2 separate regions of the Mus musculus genome follow, and region 2 is linked to region 1. The links are chromatin contacts, called in public HiChIP or PLAC-seq maps. All regions are on one chromosome and are shown on one strand. Each heading gives the region's core, a stretch centred on a gene start, on an enhancer-like site or on the middle of the called end of the contact. The rest is flanking DNA. Distances are from core to core; before and after follow the strand shown. Region 1 has its middle 3.4 kb from the start of Gm25064. Region 2 overlaps Map2k5 (mitogen-activated protein kinase kinase 5).

Region 1 (3,772 bases), core at 710-3,209:
TGGCAGACTGTGCATGCCCTTAATCCTAGCACTCAGGAGGTAGAGGCAGGGGGATGTCTGTGAGCTCTAAGACAGGTGGTCTACAAAGAGAGTTCCAGGACAGCCAGGGCTACACAGAGAAACTCCGTCTCAAAAATAAGAAACAAACCGGGCTTGGTGGCCCACGCCTTTAATCCCAGCACTTCGTAGGCAGAGGCAGGCAGATTTCTGAGTTCGAGGCCAGCCTGGTCCACAGAGTGAGTTCCAGGACAGCCAGAACTACACAGAGAAACCCTGTCTCAAAAAACCAAAAACCAAAACAAAACAAAAACAAGAGGAGGAGGAAGAAGAAGAGGATGAAGAGGAGGAGCAGGAGGAGAAGAATAAAAAATCAGGAATATTCAAGGCTGGGAGGCAGCTCAGTGGGTAGAGAGCCTGCTGTTTGATCTCCAGTGTCCATGTAAAAACTCAGGCATGGCGAAGTGCGCCTGTAATCCCATGATGGAGGAGATGCAAACAGGAGGGTGCCTGGGGTTGCTGGGCAGCCCATCCAGCCAAATCAGTCCAGTGAGAGACTCTGCCTTAAGTGAATAAAGTGGAGATGGCCCAGCAGTTAGGAGCAAGTACTGCTCTTCCAGGGGACCAGCGTTCAGTTCCCAGTGCCCAAGTTGTGCAACTCACAATAACTCCGTCCCCAGGAGATGTAAGGCCCTCTGCTTGCTTCTGAGAGCACCTGCACACACCCACACGGACGCACATTTATAGACATGAATAAAATATTTTAAAAAGGAATTGGAGAGCAACAGGGGACATCCTTCTGTCCTCCACAAACATATCATATGCAGAACACACACACACACATGCATGTGTTCATACACTAGTGCTCACACACAATGAGAAATCTGAAGAGTTTACAGGCAGACAAAGGAGATGTGGGCCAACAATGGATCTGATCAAATACCTCGATGATTCTCGTCCAGAGAGAGTTTCTTCAGCAGAAAATGGCAGCTAATAGCACAGATGTGCTGTAAGGCTAAGTGATCAACTGCACGGGAAACAGCTGGCACAAAGTGCAGCCCTGCCAGCCCTGCCAGCCCTGCCAGTTGAGAAGGCTTGTTTCTATTTTTAGCTCTGCAGTATACCGGTCTGACATAAAGACGACCTACTCATCTTGACATCTTATGCCACTTGAGTTATGTCACTGGGGCAAAGTCAGGTAAGGCCCATGACTCTTCCCTGGGAGGAGACCTCAGGGCCTCTCACCTTCTGTCCAGTGCAGCCATGTTCCATGTCACCAAAGCCCAGAAGACCTTGTGATGTAAGTACACATGAAGTTCAGTTTTTATTTAAAGAGCCTAATTTCTGGACATTTATTTGGGGGTCACAGTATTGGCGTAAGTGACTTGCAGACATTGTAAGAGCTTTTCCTTCACTCGGCTGCTAAAGTTTAATTCACTCTAATTATTTCATATGGCATCGACTATAATAGTTTCATAATTTCTAGTATATTAAGCACTTAATATGTTGTGTCATTTGAAATCACATATTAAATTCAGCAAAGTACATTTTAATGAGAGTTAAGTGGTGTGAAAATATTAACACAGTGTGATGGTTCATCTTGGCACTCTCATTTTCTGGTTTTTCGAGTCTTTCCTGATGGGGGCAAGTGTCTCAATCACCAGGTAAGGGGCGTGGCAGCTACTCCTGTTCCCTGGGAGAGGGCCCAGACCTCTCTGGAGTTCCCAGTGCCCTTACCTATCCGTTCCCAGTGTCCCCAGACTTGGACACCAAAAGGCAGGAAATATGTCTTCAGTCTAGAAGAGAAGTCAGTAGCTTGGCACCTGGAAAAGTGGAAATGGCTTGCTTCCGGGTGATCTACAGTCAGCGGAGGGGCTGCTGGGACTCATGCTGTGGCTAACCCGGATGCCGCTGTCAGCATGGCAGGGTAGATGAGTGACGTCAGAGGCCAGGGTGCCAAGGTTTGGAGGAGTGCCCTTGCAAAACAACACAGATATGCTGACTTAGGCAGAGAGAGCTAGATCCGCCCTTAGACTCAGGCTCCTCCTCTTTAGTTTTATTTTGTTTGTTTATTTTAAAAAATTTTGCTTTATAGCCGGGCGGTGGTGGCCCACAGCTTTAATCCCAGCACTCAGGAGGCAGAGGCAGGCCGATTTCTGAGTTCGAGGTCAGCCTGGTCTACAAAGTGAGTTCCAGAACAGCCAGAGCTATGTAGAGAGACTCTGTCTCAAAATACATCATCATCATCATCATCAAACCCGGTCTGCATTCTCTCACTTAGGTGGTGGGAAACTCTTCTCAACAGGAGCAAGTGATCAAACCTTGTCTCTTGGGGTTCTACAGCCCAAGACACTCAGGGAATTCTATCTACATTCAGGTCACCCCAGGTCTGTATTGTGGAGAGAAGCCAATGATTCTGAAGGTTATAGGAGCTCTGCTGCCACTGTAGCTGGCCAAAGCCATCCCTCAATAGCACCCACACTTCTGCTCTAGGGCCTAAGCCCTGGGGGACCGAGACTCTCTGTGAAGTCATGATCCCTTGGTTCTCTCTCCGCTTAAGGGGTTCCATCATGTGAGCTCTCCTCCAGCCGCATGCCCTATCCATTTAATCTCTTCCATTTACCCATTCTCTTAGTCTGTTTTCTGATACTATAACGAAACACCCAAGGTCGGGAATCTGTACAGAAAAGAGGTTTATACAGCTTACAATTTTGGAGGGCTAAAATCTGTGACTGGATATCCCCATCTGCTTGGTCTTTGCTGAAGGTATTTGGTTACATCACTACACAGAGATGCATTTGGCCTCCTTTAGGCTACATGTGAAAAATCACATGGTGAGGGCTAGAGAGATGGCTCAGCCGTTAAGAGCACTGGCTGCTTTCTTTTAGAGATCCTGAGTTCAATTCCCAGCAACCACATGGTGGCTCACAACCCTCTGTAATGAGATCTGATGTCCTCTTCTGGTGTGTCTGAAGACAGCTACAGTGTACTCATATAAATAAAAGGAATAAATAAATAAATCTTCACGAGTGGTGCCCTGTGACCTAATTACCTTGCACTTGGTCCCACCTCTGCTCTAGGCACAAATCACTCCGAGGCGCCCACATCCACATGGGGCCTTGGGGGCTGAGGGAAGGTCCACAATGGCTGCTACAGATCCATTTGCAGTGGGAGGTTTGCACACCTCAGGGACGCCCAGCATATTTTACCTTTGTAAACAGAATACAAAAGTCATATTAGGACTCAAGATTTTGTTACCTATCATTTTGCATATGTGTGTGGTTGGGTGTGTGCCATGGCACACACATACGGAGGTCAGAGGACAACTTATTAGTGAATCAGTTCTCTCTCCCTATCATGTGGGTCCCAGAGATCAAACCCAGGTCATCAGACATAGCCTGATTACCCACTGAGCCACCTTGGAATTTTTACATCTTGCTAATTATATTCTCTCAGGAAAACCTTTAAGTTATACAACCGCAGCACATCAAGGCTGAACCAGACATTAGCAGTTAACTGTGCTCTGTAGCCTGCTTCTTACAAGCTAAAACAGGACCGGAGCCAGAAAGAGTGGAACTAGAACCCTGATTCCTCGGCTTCATAACCGCTGGACAAGAAAAAAGCAGACAACAGAACCAAACGGACCACCTCCGGCTTCAAATAGTCAGGAACGGTGAACAAGATCCAGGTCTGTTTTCTGCCGGCTTGCACAATAAGGCAGTTATGAACCCACCGGCTGTACCTGTCACCGTGATACGTGTGAGCAGCCACTGTG
Region 2 (3,772 bases), core at 415-2,914, 72 kb after region 1:
GTGGCTGAATATTTACCAAGATGGTTAAACTTCTGGACTGGATTTCTACAAAGATCTTGTATAAAGCATGATGCTAATGTAGCCTTTGCTGCAAGGTGGAATGTCAAGCAAGAGTCACTTATGACTCAGAGACATGGCAGCCTGAGGAAGGGGTCACTTTAACACAGCAGAAGGAAAATGAGACACGCAGCATCTTATGTGGATATTTAATTTTATTTAAGACCTAATATTATGGCCTGTTACATGTCTCATATTATAAAACTATGGAACACCGGGTGGTAGACGTGAATAATTTATTTTACTTCTGACAACAGCAGCCCATGTTGACTTTGGAGAGTCGCAGAGAGCAGATTCTCATCTCAGTGGGGTCTAGAAGAAATCACTCATCAGAGATGTGGGGGGGGGGGACAATCTAATCTCAAGTGCATGCCATCAGATATTTCTTTTTCATTTTAAAACCCACATCTCTTGCATGCTTCAAGGAGACCTATTCTGAGAATCAGAGGGCTGGCTAGAGGGTGGTGGAGAAAACAGGCAAGGCTGACCCTGGAGACTTAGTGTTCCACAGAAGCAGCTGTTAACATACAAGAGAGCAGCGCACTAACAGTCTGCCAACAGTCATACTGCTGAAGAGATGCTTTCAAGAGCAAGAGGAAGAAGAAGAAGAAGAAGAAGAAGAAGAAGAAGAAGAAGTAGTAGTAGTAGTAGTAGTAGTAGTAGTAGTAGTAGTAGTAGTAGTAGTAGTAGTAGTAGTAGTTTGTATAGCTCAGGATGAGAAACCCTCTAAGAACAGGTCTATCTTGTTATTTTGTTCAAAGTTTAGGGAAGAAGCAAGGTCAGACACATACTTAAAAATTAGGCTCTGGCTTCCTGAGGGTCCACCGGAAGGGGAAGCACCTCGTCATTGTGGGACTGACGGGGACTGGGGACTGAGACCCATTGAGGGGTGGGGTGAGGAGTCAGAGACGCCAGTAAAGTACATGTTGCTACACATCCAAATGTCCTCTGGGAACAGGGCTCAGGCAAGAAGAAGACATGCGTTTGGAAACAGACATGCTGACTGAGGAAGCCGGTACTCTAAATGTCTCAAGATCTGGTGGAAACCGGGAAGAACGGGCGTGGTGGCGCACGCCTTTAATCCCAGCACTCGGGAGGCAGAGACAGGCGGATTTCTGAGTTCAAAGCCAGCCTGGTCTACAAAGTGAGTTCCAGGACAGCAGGGGTTAAACAGATAAACCCTGTCTCGGAAAAAAAAATGGGTCATAGAAGCCTTTAGGTCCTGGGTTCCGGATGTCACCCCGAGGGCTTTCTTGTAAACATCTAAGCAGGAAGGTCTGGACTGCAGGAGCAGGCACAACCTTAGCCAAAACCTTTAACCTGAGATTGAATCCCAAAACAACTTTAAAATCCTGCTAAGGACCACAAACTGTATCCTGCCACCAAGCAGGTAACTGCTAAATGACTGACAGCAGCCACCACGAAGCATTTTAGTAAGCAGTTCTCGGCATACAGGGGTGGCGTGTGTGTGTGTGTGTGTGTGTGTGTGTGTGTGTGTGTGTGTGTGTGTCTGCCAATCTCAGAGGCTTCGTAACTATCTGGTCAGCCCTTCTGCTGAACAACCAAACACGGGCAGGCCGCACACCAGACAACAGCGAAGGACACTGGGAACAAAGTTTGAATGACGCCTTTGCCTTGTGAGTAATGAACAGTTCAGAGAGGTCAACCCATTACAACCCAAACTGTTTAATTATTAATTATGCACAATCTCTGAGCAAAGGGACAAGTCTGGAATGTTTAATGTGTGCTAACTTCAACTGGACTCTCTCTCTCTGGGTATTTTGTTATTAGCACTTGTCAGCAAGGTACTCAGGCATAAAACAAAGGCAAGTAGCAGAAAATCGTGTGTGTGTGTGTGTGTGTGTGTGTGTGTACCTGCATATTCACTGAGGTGGAAGAACTACAGTTGCTGCCAGATCACACAGTTAAGTCTTCCAATGAGCAAACTTGTGACCGACTACAAGGGCAGGAAGGGCAGATATTCCTTATACAGAAAGCACAAATAAGAAAAGGCTTTTGAGGCAACCAAAGAGGGGGTCACTTTTGTAAAAGAATATCCGGTTTGAAAACCATGTTCCTCGGCTTTAAGGATCACCATGTGGTTGGAATCGGAATGCTTTTCCAGAGGTTTGGTTCCCAGCACTGCACGCTCACAACTGCCTGCAACCCCAACTCCAGGGGATCTGATGCCCTCTTCTGTCCTCCATGGGCACTGCACTCATATGCATCCACCTACATGCAGACATGCACACACATGCATACACTTTAAAAAGTAAAAATAAATCTTTGAAAGGACCTGTACATTAATTTTTACCTCTAATACACCCTACTCCTGTCCCCACAAATAATCACGTGTCTGAATAAGGTCAGGGCCCACGTCTGTGCTCATGTTGGAGTCCTGGTTGCTTTACTGTGTTTGACTTATGGGAGTTGTAAGTGGGAAGTAGGGATCTCTATTCTCTCCAACTGAATGAGAATCTAAAACCATATTAGGTGAGAACTCTCAAAAAGAAAAAACTATTTTTAAAAAATTCGCAGGAAGCTGAAATTCTTAGATCCTTGCTTTGTCACAACTGGCAAGGTTGAGGAATCTTTAAGACATATTTCTGAGGACTTCAGTTTTATGTTCACTCAGAAGTAAAGACAACAATGGACTTTTACAACAATGTGGTGGTTAATTCAGAGTACATCCAAATGGAAAATTATGTATTTCTCAGTCACATGATAGTTTTCTCAAGCGAGCACCTACCACATCAAAGACGGTGAGGCTGGCTCTGTGGGATGACTGATAGGGTATCAGGGAATGGCAGCCCTGAGCCTTTGCTCTTCACCTGTCCTCTCCCCTCACCGCAGGGAGCACATGCGGTATTAACACCATGAACGTTTCTATTTGTACAAATACAGGTATCCCTCCAAACCAGGATTTTATTTTACTGACATATGGGAGACAGAGGGATAACTAAACAATCTTGGGCTATTGACTTTGTGAGTTCTATGATCAATGTTAAAATGCAGTAAAATCTTCTAATGGGGGAGGGGCTGGAGAGATGACTCAGTGGTACACAAGGATCAAGACTGAAGTTCAGAGCCCAGCACCCACGGGTGTGTTTCTGCAAATACCTAGCACCAAGCACCAAGGGGAATAGACACAGGGTGAGCATTAGGGCTGGCTGCTGTCAGCCGGGCCAAAGAATGAGAGACCCTGCCTGAAAGGAAGAAGGTAGAGTGACAGAGGACTCCTGACCAGACCGACCTCTGAGTTCAGCACATGCATCTGGTCATGAGTGTAGACATGTGTACACATATGTTCCTGTCCCCTCCTTCCTCATACACATGCGCAAAAGAGGAAGCTCTTGAAGCTGTTATTTTATTTTACTTTATTTTATTTTTTGAGACAGGGTCTCTCTTCAGAGCCCTGGCTCTCCTGGAACTCACTATGTAGACTAGGCTAGACTTGAACTAAAGGCATGTGCTATCACGTTTGGCCTGCTTTCTAAGATTTAAAATAGCCCATTTTAAGATACACTGATGCTACAGTACCAAGCCAGTAAGTAGTTAACATTAAAGAATCACATGAAGCCAACACCAAATCACGTTCTATATTTTCATGGTAAGTCTTTTAATTCAAATCTGATGTTCCTGTGGCTTGGCCCAAACATATCTGGTCTTAGGTCCTGTGGTTCATACTAATTAGCACAGCAATCTTAGATCACTC

The links. HiChIP or PLAC-seq counts read pairs in DNA pulled down with a chosen protein or histone mark.
Region 2: an H3K27ac HiChIP or PLAC-seq map of hepatocytes shows a contact between it and region 1, with 2.6 times the contacts expected there. The contact joins two enhancer-like sites. A contact is called at or near these places in 5 of 39 promoter capture datasets (the C10 cell line, liver, stem cell-derived epiblast-like cells and 1 more), 11 of 484 Hi-C or Micro-C datasets (8-cell embryo, embryonic stem cells, liver and 1 more), 7 of 115 datasets of contacts at active chromatin or transcription factors (embryonic hindbrain, embryonic stem cells, hepatocytes and 2 more) and 3 of 9 other capture datasets (adipose tissue, liver and pancreatic islet).

What each region holds. Positions count from the first base shown.
Region 1 is chr9:63,128,037-63,131,808 of GRCm38.p6, forward strand. No RefSeq gene overlaps it. Among named protein-coding and RNA genes, the nearest start is that of Gm25064, 3.4 kb to the right of the region's middle. Within about 2 kb of position 1,960, at least 7 of the 459 cell types and tissues checked have an H3K27ac peak or open chromatin away from gene starts, as enhancers often do. A contact at or near this core is called in hepatocytes, where this site is marked.
Region 2 is chr9:63,199,882-63,203,653 of GRCm38.p6, forward strand. All of the region lies in intron 19 of Map2k5 (mitogen-activated protein kinase kinase 5), which reads right to left. Among named protein-coding and RNA genes, the nearest start is that of Skor1, 55 kb to the left of the region's middle. Within about 2 kb of position 1,665, at least 17 of the 459 cell types and tissues checked have an H3K27ac peak or open chromatin away from gene starts, as enhancers often do. A contact at or near this core is called in hepatocytes, where this site is marked.